Regions from separate parts of the Mus musculus genome. Here region 1 is linked to region 2. Evidence: chromatin contacts called from public HiChIP or PLAC-seq data. All regions are on one chromosome and are shown on one strand. Each heading gives the region's core, a stretch centred on a gene start, on an enhancer-like site or on the middle of the called end of the contact. The rest is flanking DNA. Distances are from core to core; before and after follow the strand shown. Region 1 holds the start of Acta1 (actin, alpha 1, skeletal muscle). Region 2 holds the start of Ccsap (centriole, cilia and spindle associated protein).

Region 1 (4,500 bases), core at 1,209-3,708, 35 kb before region 2:
CACACCTTTGGACTTCTGTTCTCAGAGGAGCTCCAGTTTTCCTTCTCCTGCTGGGATGGCAGGTCCTTGCATGCATCTGCATTGCCTTAATAAAAACGAGGTTTTCTTTTTGTCTGCTTTTCACTTGTAAGAACCAGCTCCTTACGCTCGGCCGCCCAGCCCGAATTCAGTCCCCAGTGTGAGTGGAGAGGGGACCAGCTCCCTCTCCTGTCCTGTCCTGTCCTGTGACACGCGTGCCTTCCCTGTCAGGCTCTGAGGTTCCAGAACTGCTGCTGCAAGAGTTGAAAGGGTAGAGCCGACCTGTGCTGCTGCTCACTAGGGAAAGACAGACTGATGCTAATACAAGCCTAGGCTGCAACAGGACTGAGGGATTGCCGTGCTGCCTGTTAGTTGTCCTGTTTGCTTCTGGTAGATACCGCAAGGACTTACAGGATGTGAGGGGTAAAGGGGCAAAGGGGGGGGGGGGGAGATTAAGAAGAGGTGTGGGTGTGTCGCATGGTGGCGTAAGTGCCCTGCACACAAGCATTTAAGGGCCCAGCAAGAAGACAGCCGGCGAGAACCTAGCCGGGATTCCAGAGAAAAACTGTCAGGAAAGGAAAGGGTGCAGCTGAACCTAGAGTTTACCTGCCTACTCACCTGCCTGCTGCTGCGCCAGGTGTGGGGCCGCAGGTTTCCTGTAGTTCGCAAACCACTGCGTTCAAGGTCCACTTTATGCTGTCACGCAAAGCTGAGAAATCTGCATAGTGGGATAAGCAAGAGCTTTCGAGAGTCTGGGGCGGTATGTACAGCCCGGCCCGATGAGGTCCAGTCACCTGGACAATTCTCCCTACATCCATGCCCCAAATGTAAGCACCCCCAAAGCTGACCATAGTCTGCATTTGCTGCTTGCTTCTTTTTAACAGTTCCAGGTCCTGGCCCAGGGCACAGGCAAAGCCACAGAGCTGATGCCCGTTAGGCAGTGCAGCTCAGGTTTAGGAAGAGCTGTGTGGGATCCTGAAATCGCTTCATGGAGCCTCTGCTCTCAGAGGCTCTGCACCTGTCCCAGCTGCTAAGTTCCACTCCAAATGGGAACAGCTATTTTGGGAGCGCTTAAGCCATCAGAAAAGTGAATGGCTCCATGGTGGCTTGGCTCTGATGCACACCCCTCAAAGCATGTCGCCTGTTTGGTCACAGAACACTTTTCCTTTGGGCTTTCTTATCCCTCTCCCTGCCCAAATTGAGACAGGCGCCAAGAGATGACCTCTACTCACCCCCATCCCAGCTTCCATAAGTTGCTCCTTCTAGAAACCCAAAAGCAGATTCCCATCTATCAGCGGTATAAATAGAACCCACACAAGCCTGGCAGGTGGTGGCCCCAAGGTGCATGGGAAGCAGCCGGGCTGACGGGCATCATCCTCTAAATATAAAGATGAGTCTGCCTGGGAGGGGCCGCTCCTGGGCACCAGTGTAAGGTCTTAGTGCTCCTTAGAAGGTATATCTTCATCAGCACCTCTCTCTGCCTCAGCCCCCTCTAGGTCCCAACAGTTCCAGGTATGATCCTTCTTTCAGACCCAGGGGAGGGAAGCTTAGTGCCACCAAAGAAGGGGTAGCATTTGCTCAGCCTAGCCAACTCGATGACGGTCAATCCCGAGTTTGGGATTTACACACACACACACACACACACACACACACACACACACACACACACTGACCCTTCCATTCCTTTCAAGAGTACACTGCAGAATGCAGGGACAGCTCTAATGCCCTGGCCTCCCATTCTGTGTGCCAGGGCCACATAGTCCCCATGCCTCCTCTCACTACCTCCTCCCCCTCTTCCACCAGTTGTCTGCCCAGTGACAGCTGCATATCCTACACTGACTGACAGCCTTGTGGGGGTGAATGGGGGTGATGTGTGTCAGATCTCTGGATTGGGGGAGCTTCAAAGTGGGAAAGAAAATGGAGTTCAAATGTGGGGCTTATTTTCCATCCCTACCTGGAGCCCATGACTCCTCCCGGCTCACCTGACCACAGGGCTACCTCCCCTGAGCTTAAGCATCAAGGCTTAGTAGTCTGAGTTAAGAACCCATAAATGGGGTGCATTGTGGCAGGTCAGCAATCGTGTGTCCAGGTGGGCAGAACTGGGGAGACCTTTCAAACAGGTAAATCTTGGGAAGTACAGACCAGCAGTCTGCAAAGCAGTGACCTTTGGCCCAGCACAGCCCTTCCGTGAGCCTTGGAGCCAGTTGGGAGGGGCAGACAGCTGGGGATACTCTCCATATACGGCCTGGTCCGGTCCTAGCTACCTGGGCCAGGGCCAGTCCTCTCCTTCTTTGGTCAGTGCAGGAGACCCGGGCGGGGACCCAGGCTGAGAACCAGCCGAAGGAAGGGACTCTAGTGCCCGACACCCAAATATGGCTTGGGAAGGGCAGCAACATTCCTTCGGGGCGGTGTGGGGAGAGCTCCCGGGACTATATAAAAACCTGTGCAAGGGGACAGGCGGTCACACGGACGTGAAGCCTCACTTCCTACCCTCGGCACCCAGGGCCAGAGTCAGAGCAGCAGGTAGGGTGGAGGTGGGGAGGGTGACCTGGAGACCCAGCAAAGAAAGCTATTGAGCCTTGGGCTTGTATTTAGCACTGAGTTCTGGAAATTTCTCCAAACTCACATCCAGCCCATTTGGGCTGCTGACTGGGCATTTAGGATATGCCTGGGGGTCTGACATCTATCCATTACCACCCGCAGACTCCTCCCTCCCCTCTTACTGGGGACTAAATCCAAGTCCTGCAAGTGAACAAGCCGGTGCTCTCCTACTGAGCCACACGCCAGCCTCTGGTTGGTTGAGATTTCTTTCCGGCTTTTCATTCCCCTTTCCCCTCTTTCTCTGCTGGGATCAAATCTGGGCTCTTGTGATGCAAGAGGTTGGCTGGATCTCCCACTGAGCTACACCCCAGCTCCTGGGAGACTGATTTGAAGATGAGCTTGGAGAGAGTCAAGCCTGGCCTTAGCCTTGGGGCGACTCCCTTTGAGATCAAGGCTTTTCTAAAGGGCAGCAACCCTGGCTACTCTTCTCTGAAATGGGAGACAGGTGGAAGGGTTTCTTCTGAGTTTGGGATGCTGTGAGTGTTCAACAGCTTTTCCATAGTTGTGACAATATCGCCCTTCCCCGGGCAGAATCCTCGACCCTCTCACAGGACAGGCAGGTGGTGGGCAGCGTGCCTTAATACCTCCTTCACAGATGAGATTGTGAGCAGAGAGGATAGGACTAGTGCTAGCTGTGGTGTGTGTGGTGGCCTACAATGAATGTAGAGGGTCTCAGGATATCCCCTGCATGCCTAGTTGGAGGACTTAGTGTGATCCACAGACAGCTCCCCCATAGCGAAAGCACAGCCTTAAGCTGGAAGAGCATCCTCTGACCCCCGTGCAAGGAAGGGGAAGGGGGAAAGGAGTTTTTGGATCTCCAAAGTGAAGATGGGTTAAGCGGAGCCTCACCCTAACCCCCCCCCCCCATCACATATACACAGCACTCAACACCTTGTCTTTGCAGAAACTAGACACCATGTGCGACGAAGACGAGACCACCGCTCTTGTGTGTGACAACGGCTCTGGCCTGGTGAAAGCTGGCTTTGCCGGGGATGATGCCCCCAGGGCTGTGTTCCCATCCATCGTGGGCCGACCCCGTCACCAGGTCAGGCTGCTGGCAGGGAAAGATAGGCTCTCTGAATCCAGCCAATGTTCTCCTCACCCCTGGCTGTAGTAACAAGTGTCTGATGTCTCTATCTGCAGGGTGTCATGGTAGGTATGGGTCAGAAGGACTCCTACGTGGGTGATGAGGCCCAGAGCAAGCGAGGTATCCTGACCCTGAAGTACCCCATTGAACATGGCATCATCACCAACTGGGACGACATGGAGAAGATCTGGCACCACACCTTCTACAATGAGCTGCGTGTGGCCCCTGAGGAGCACCCGACTCTGCTCACCGAGGCCCCCCTGAACCCCAAAGCTAACCGGGAGAAGATGACTCAAATCATGTTTGAGACCTTCAACGTGCCTGCCATGTATGTGGCTATCCAGGCGGTGCTGTCCCTCTATGCTTCCGGCCGTACCACCGGTAAGCGCTCACACATGGCCCACACATGGCCCACGCTGGCCCTGGTAGGATTGCTCCAACATTCCAGCCCCGCTTTTTAATCCTCTGCAGTATCCCGACCTGCGCCGCCTGCTGGTCCCCTCCACTCACATACTGCCTCTCCCCTGCACAGGCATCGTGTTGGATTCTGGGGACGGTGTCACCCACAACGTGCCCATCTATGAGGGCTATGCCCTGCCACACGCCATCATGCGTCTGGACCTGGCCGGTCGCGACCTCACTGACTACCTGATGAAAATCCTCACTGAGCGTGGCTATTCCTTCGTGACCACAGGTGCGTGCTTCCAATGCCCGCTGAGGGAGGGCGGGCAGAGGGTGAGCACACGCCCCAGGCCTTGCCCTGAGGCCCCCCACTGCTTTTGCTCCTGCAGCTG
Region 2 (4,028 bases), core at 1,500-3,999:
AGGGAGTTCCAAACCAGACCAGAAACTGTTTCAAGGAAAAAAAAAAAAAAGCAATTCCCCCAAATAATGAAAATCATACTTCTGTTGTTGTTAACTTTGAGATAGGGTCTTACTAGGTTTGCCAAGCTGGTTCAAGTCAGACAGCCCCTCCCAAGGGCTGAGAGAAATACAACTCAAGATGGAAACCGGACACGAGCGAGGTTAGGAATGACTATTCTGATTTTATTTATATAAAGTTTGATACTGAGCCTTAGAGCCCTCTTGAGAGTGCACGCATATTTGTCTTACACTGTAACCTTCAGTCACTGCTTCTGCAGTGGCAGGCTGTGACCCTGCTCAGGGTGACAATCTGAATCAGCGGCGGATGGGACTTGTTCCTCCCTTGAATCATGGTAAGCAAGTGCTCTACCATGAGACTGCATGCCTAGTTTCCTTCCTTCCTTCCTTCCTTCCTTCCTTCCTTCCTTCCTTCCTCTCTCTTTCTCCTTCCTTCCTTTCTCTCTCTCTCTTTCTCTCTCCTTCCTTCCTTCCTCCCTCCCTCCCCTTCCTTCCTTCCTCTCTCTCTCCTTCCTTCCTTCCTCTCTCTTCCTTCCTTCCTCTCTCTCCTTCCTTTCTCTCTCTCTCTCCTTCCTTCCTTCCTTCCTCTCTCTCCTTCTTTCCTTCCTCCCTCTCTCTCCTTCCTTCCTTCCTTCCTTCCTTCCTTCCTTCCTTCCTTCCTCTCTCTCTCTCCTTCCTTCCTTCCTTCCTTCCTTCCTTCCTTCCTTCCTTCCTTCCTTCCTTCCTTTCTCTCTCTCTCTCTTTCTCTCTCCTTCCTTCCTTCCTTCCTTCCTTCCTTTTTTTTAGGCAAGGCTTCAGTATGGCCCTCAGGCTGGCTCAGATCTAGAGAGCTGTGTTATGGGCAGGTACCATGTATAACCCCACCCACTGAATTTTACAGTCAGACAGCAAAGGCTGAACTGCTCTAACCTTAGCCCTGATTTCTCAGGTCACAGTACATCAAGATTCCTTCCACACTATTCAGAATCTCGTTACCTGGCTCTTGAGACAAGGCCTTATGCAGCCTCAGAGACTGCAGAAGTACTAGGATTACTGGTGTGCCTCCATGTCTAGTCTCTAAATGTTTATAAACTTTTGATTGCTAAAGCCAAAGATCAACCTGGCCAGCTTCAATAGAAGGGAACGCAGTGAGGAGGTCCCGAGGTTTGTTGACGGGGAGGGGAAGGGGCCTGGCCTCTGTGGGAATCTCAGCAGCGGCTGTGGTCATTTCTGTCTCCTCCAGAAACAGTACCATCAGACTAATCAGTTCAGGTTCTCAGAGCAGCCACCTAGGCTGTGAACACCCTTCAGCCTTAGCGTCCTATGTTCAGAACGGGTCCAGGCAGGTGTAGACACATGGGAATAGTTCAACTGAACTGCAGAAATCCCAAAGTGATCTGCTTCCTGGAAACATCCCGCTGGGACCTACTTTTTTTTCTTCCTTCCTTCCTTCCTTCCTTCCTTCCTTCCTTCCTCCTTCCTTCCTTCTTTTTCTTTCTTTCTTTTTTTTTTTAGTGTGATCCTTCCTGGATGCCTGTCCTTTCAAATCTTTCTGCAGCGATTGCATCAATGCTTCCTTTTACAAAAGCCATCTGTAGAGCAGGATTGCAACAGTAACAACCCTGCGACCCTGTCCATTAGAGCCCAAGCCAAACATTTGCACCAGGTCCTTGAGCAGGCCCTAGGCTTTATTTTATTTTATTTATTTATTTTTACAAAAGTTGGCCTCTAGTAAGTTATAAAAGGCAAGGGCAGGTGAGGCGGCTCATACCTGCTAATTCCAGCACTTGTGAGGTTGGCGGAGAAGGATCAGGAGTTCAAGACCAGCTTGGGCTCTGGAATGAGTTCTAGACCAGCCTTGGTAACATGAGATTTGTCTCAAAAAGGGGGCAGAGGAGGGAAATGTATTAAAATAGCAACATCAACAACATCATTAACAACAACAATAAAAAAATCACTAAGGCCTGAGAACCCGGGCGTTGTGAAAAGAGGAAGGAATCGGGACACAGGATTTGGTCCTCGGCTAGGTGTTGGTTGCTCAGGTTGCATCTAGAGCTGAAGCCTCCTCGCGAGGCCCCCAGTAGCGAGTGGGCGAACGAGCTGGGGGTTCACAGCAGCGCCCCAGGCGCGGGCGCAGGAGCGGGCGGGGGCCCGGCGGGCGCGCGGGGAGGTGCAGGCTTCAGGCTAGGGCGGCGCCTTCGTCTCCGGCTGCTGTAGGACCGCGGAGCCACCGCTCCATCGGCGACATCTTGGTGGAGGACGCGCAAGGAGAAACGCTGTTCGCGCTATAGCTGCTGCGCCACGATCTCAGCTGACCTCCGGAGAGCGGAGGATAGAACAGGCAGGAGGTAAGGACGCTGCTCCTAGAGTCCCCGACTCCTCGCCCAGGAGGGTGTCTGGGGACCTAAGATCCCCTGTCCCGTCACCTTGAGTCCGGTGGTCTCCACCTCTACCGAGTGGAGCAGACCCCTGGTGACCACCTATCATTCCATCTAGATAGGTCGCGTCGCCTGGAATCCCTCCTGAAACCCCGCCCCCGCTATTACCTGAACTAGGGGCCTTCCCAGCCCGGAACTCCGCCCCCGCTAGGAACGCCCTCTCCCAGAAACACCCGTCACAGACCCGCCCCCTCTCCGCCCCTCCTTGCCCCAGCCTCCGCCCTCCAGTCCGGGCGGGGCTCCGGGTTTGAACCGCGCGGCGGGCCGCGCCTCTGAGTCCGTCGCACCCGTAGGCGGCAGCGCGGAGCAGGCAGTCGGCGGCGCGCGGCACCATGTCCCCGGGCAGCGGGGTGAAGAGCGAGTATATGAAGCGCTATCGGGAGCCGCGCTGGGACGAATACGCGCCGTGCTACCGCGAGCTGCTGCGCTACCGCCTGGGCCGCCGGCTGCTGGAGCAAGCGCACGCGCCCTGGCTCTGGGACGCCTGGGGCCCGGACAGCCCCTCGGACAGCTCGGCTTCACCCAGTCCGGCCCCCAGGGGCGCGTTAGGGGAGCCCTCGGCGCCCTCCGCGCGGGAGGAGGAGCAGCCGGTGGGGGAGCGCGGCGCGGAGCTGCGGGACGCGGAGGAGCAGGACACAGTGTTACCAGGTACGGGCACAGCGCGTTGCTCCGTTCTCAGCGCTTCCTGTTTTGGTTTAATTGGGGTTGACAGAATCCGCTTGCTGAACTAAGCGGGGAAGGTGCGGGCCGCATTTCCACCTTCCCACCCCAGGTTTCCCTAATTTGGTGACTCTTGGCGGAGCCCTTTATGACCTCCAACTCATATGACCCTGGTTGGGGTCCTTGGTCGCAGGCAGTGGCCCGCTCAGTGAGCCCTCGATCCACCAGATGGCGGATCTGTTTGTTTCTGCGCATCCTGTTTGGCGAGAGGAGCTTTTCATTCCAAAGATGACCGACTGAAGTTAAGAACGCCCGAGCTGTCATAATGGGGTCATGGTTGTCAGTGTGAACGCCTTGAAGGCCTGGTCTCGCTGTCTCTGAAGAATGGTATGCGTTTGTTTGTGGACGAACCCCTCTTTGTATACGCTGTGAGCCACTTTCCCGCCGTTGCGGAGTGGGGCTGTCAGCAGAGAGCCCTGGGGTTTGCCTGGACTCAGGGCAGTACTTCAGTACAACTGTAGATCACTATGGTTGCCAGCCACCTCTCTGAACTCTTCTGAGAGTCCAGTGGTGAAAAAGTTATTTCTCAGTGACTGGTCTAGGAATATGTATTTTCTCATTCGACCTTCAAAGTCATATGATGGGCCCTTTGTTTTTAATCTCAGTTTTGTAAACAAAGCCATGGGAGCTTGGGATCCATGGTCGGAGTCTGAAAGGGTCGGATTTCCCTGCTCTTGGTTACTATGTTTGCCTATTCTCAGTTCTTGCATGGCTGGGCCGCCTTGTGTCATCTGGTCGCTTATGACGACCATTCTGATGCTTCAGTGATGTGGTTAGAAATTAGGGAAAGTGGCAGAAGGTGGTGGGGGCGGTGAGCATGTCTCCCAGGTATTA

Evidence for each region. HiChIP or PLAC-seq counts read pairs in DNA pulled down with a chosen protein or histone mark.
Region 1: a contact with region 2 is called in an H3K4me3 HiChIP or PLAC-seq map of embryonic stem cells, with 82 read pairs. The contact joins the promoter of Acta1 here to the promoter of Ccsap in region 2. A contact is called at or near these places in 13 of 39 promoter capture datasets (3T3-L1-derived adipocytes, the C10 cell line, the HPC-7 cell line and 7 more), 1 of 15 datasets of contacts at CTCF or cohesin (the NIH/3T3 cell line), 30 of 484 Hi-C or Micro-C datasets (the 3T3-L1 cell line, 3T3-L1-derived adipocytes, the C2C12 cell line and 17 more), 14 of 115 datasets of contacts at active chromatin or transcription factors (the 230-238 cell line, the NIH/3T3 cell line, bone marrow-derived macrophages and 8 more) and 4 of 9 other capture datasets (adipose tissue, liver, macrophages and 1 more).

The regions. Positions count from the first base shown.
Region 1 is chr8:123,892,733-123,897,232 of GRCm38.p6, reverse strand. Acta1 (actin, alpha 1, skeletal muscle) reads left to right here and starts at 2,458. Exons shown (of 7, transcript NM_009606.3): 1 at 2,458-2,541; 2 at 3,524-3,664; 3 at 3,763-4,087; 4 at 4,239-4,400; 5 at 4,498-4,500. The coding sequence starts at 3,536. It overlaps Gm29773 (a long non-coding RNA gene), which reads right to left and starts at 2,457. Exons shown (of 3, transcript XR_879336.3): 1 at 867-2,457; 2 at 637-736. It overlaps Nup133 (nucleoporin 133), which reads left to right. Exons shown (of 26, transcript NM_172288.2): 26 at 1-110.
Region 2 is chr8:123,858,189-123,862,216 of GRCm38.p6, reverse strand. It overlaps Ccsap (centriole, cilia and spindle associated protein), which reads left to right and starts at 2,749. Exons shown (of 3, transcript NM_001379289.1): 1 at 2,749-3,122. The coding sequence starts at 2,807. Gm9901 (a long non-coding RNA gene) reads right to left here and starts at 2,762. Exons shown (of 2, transcript XR_388182.4): 1 at 2,583-2,762; 2 at 1,719-2,347.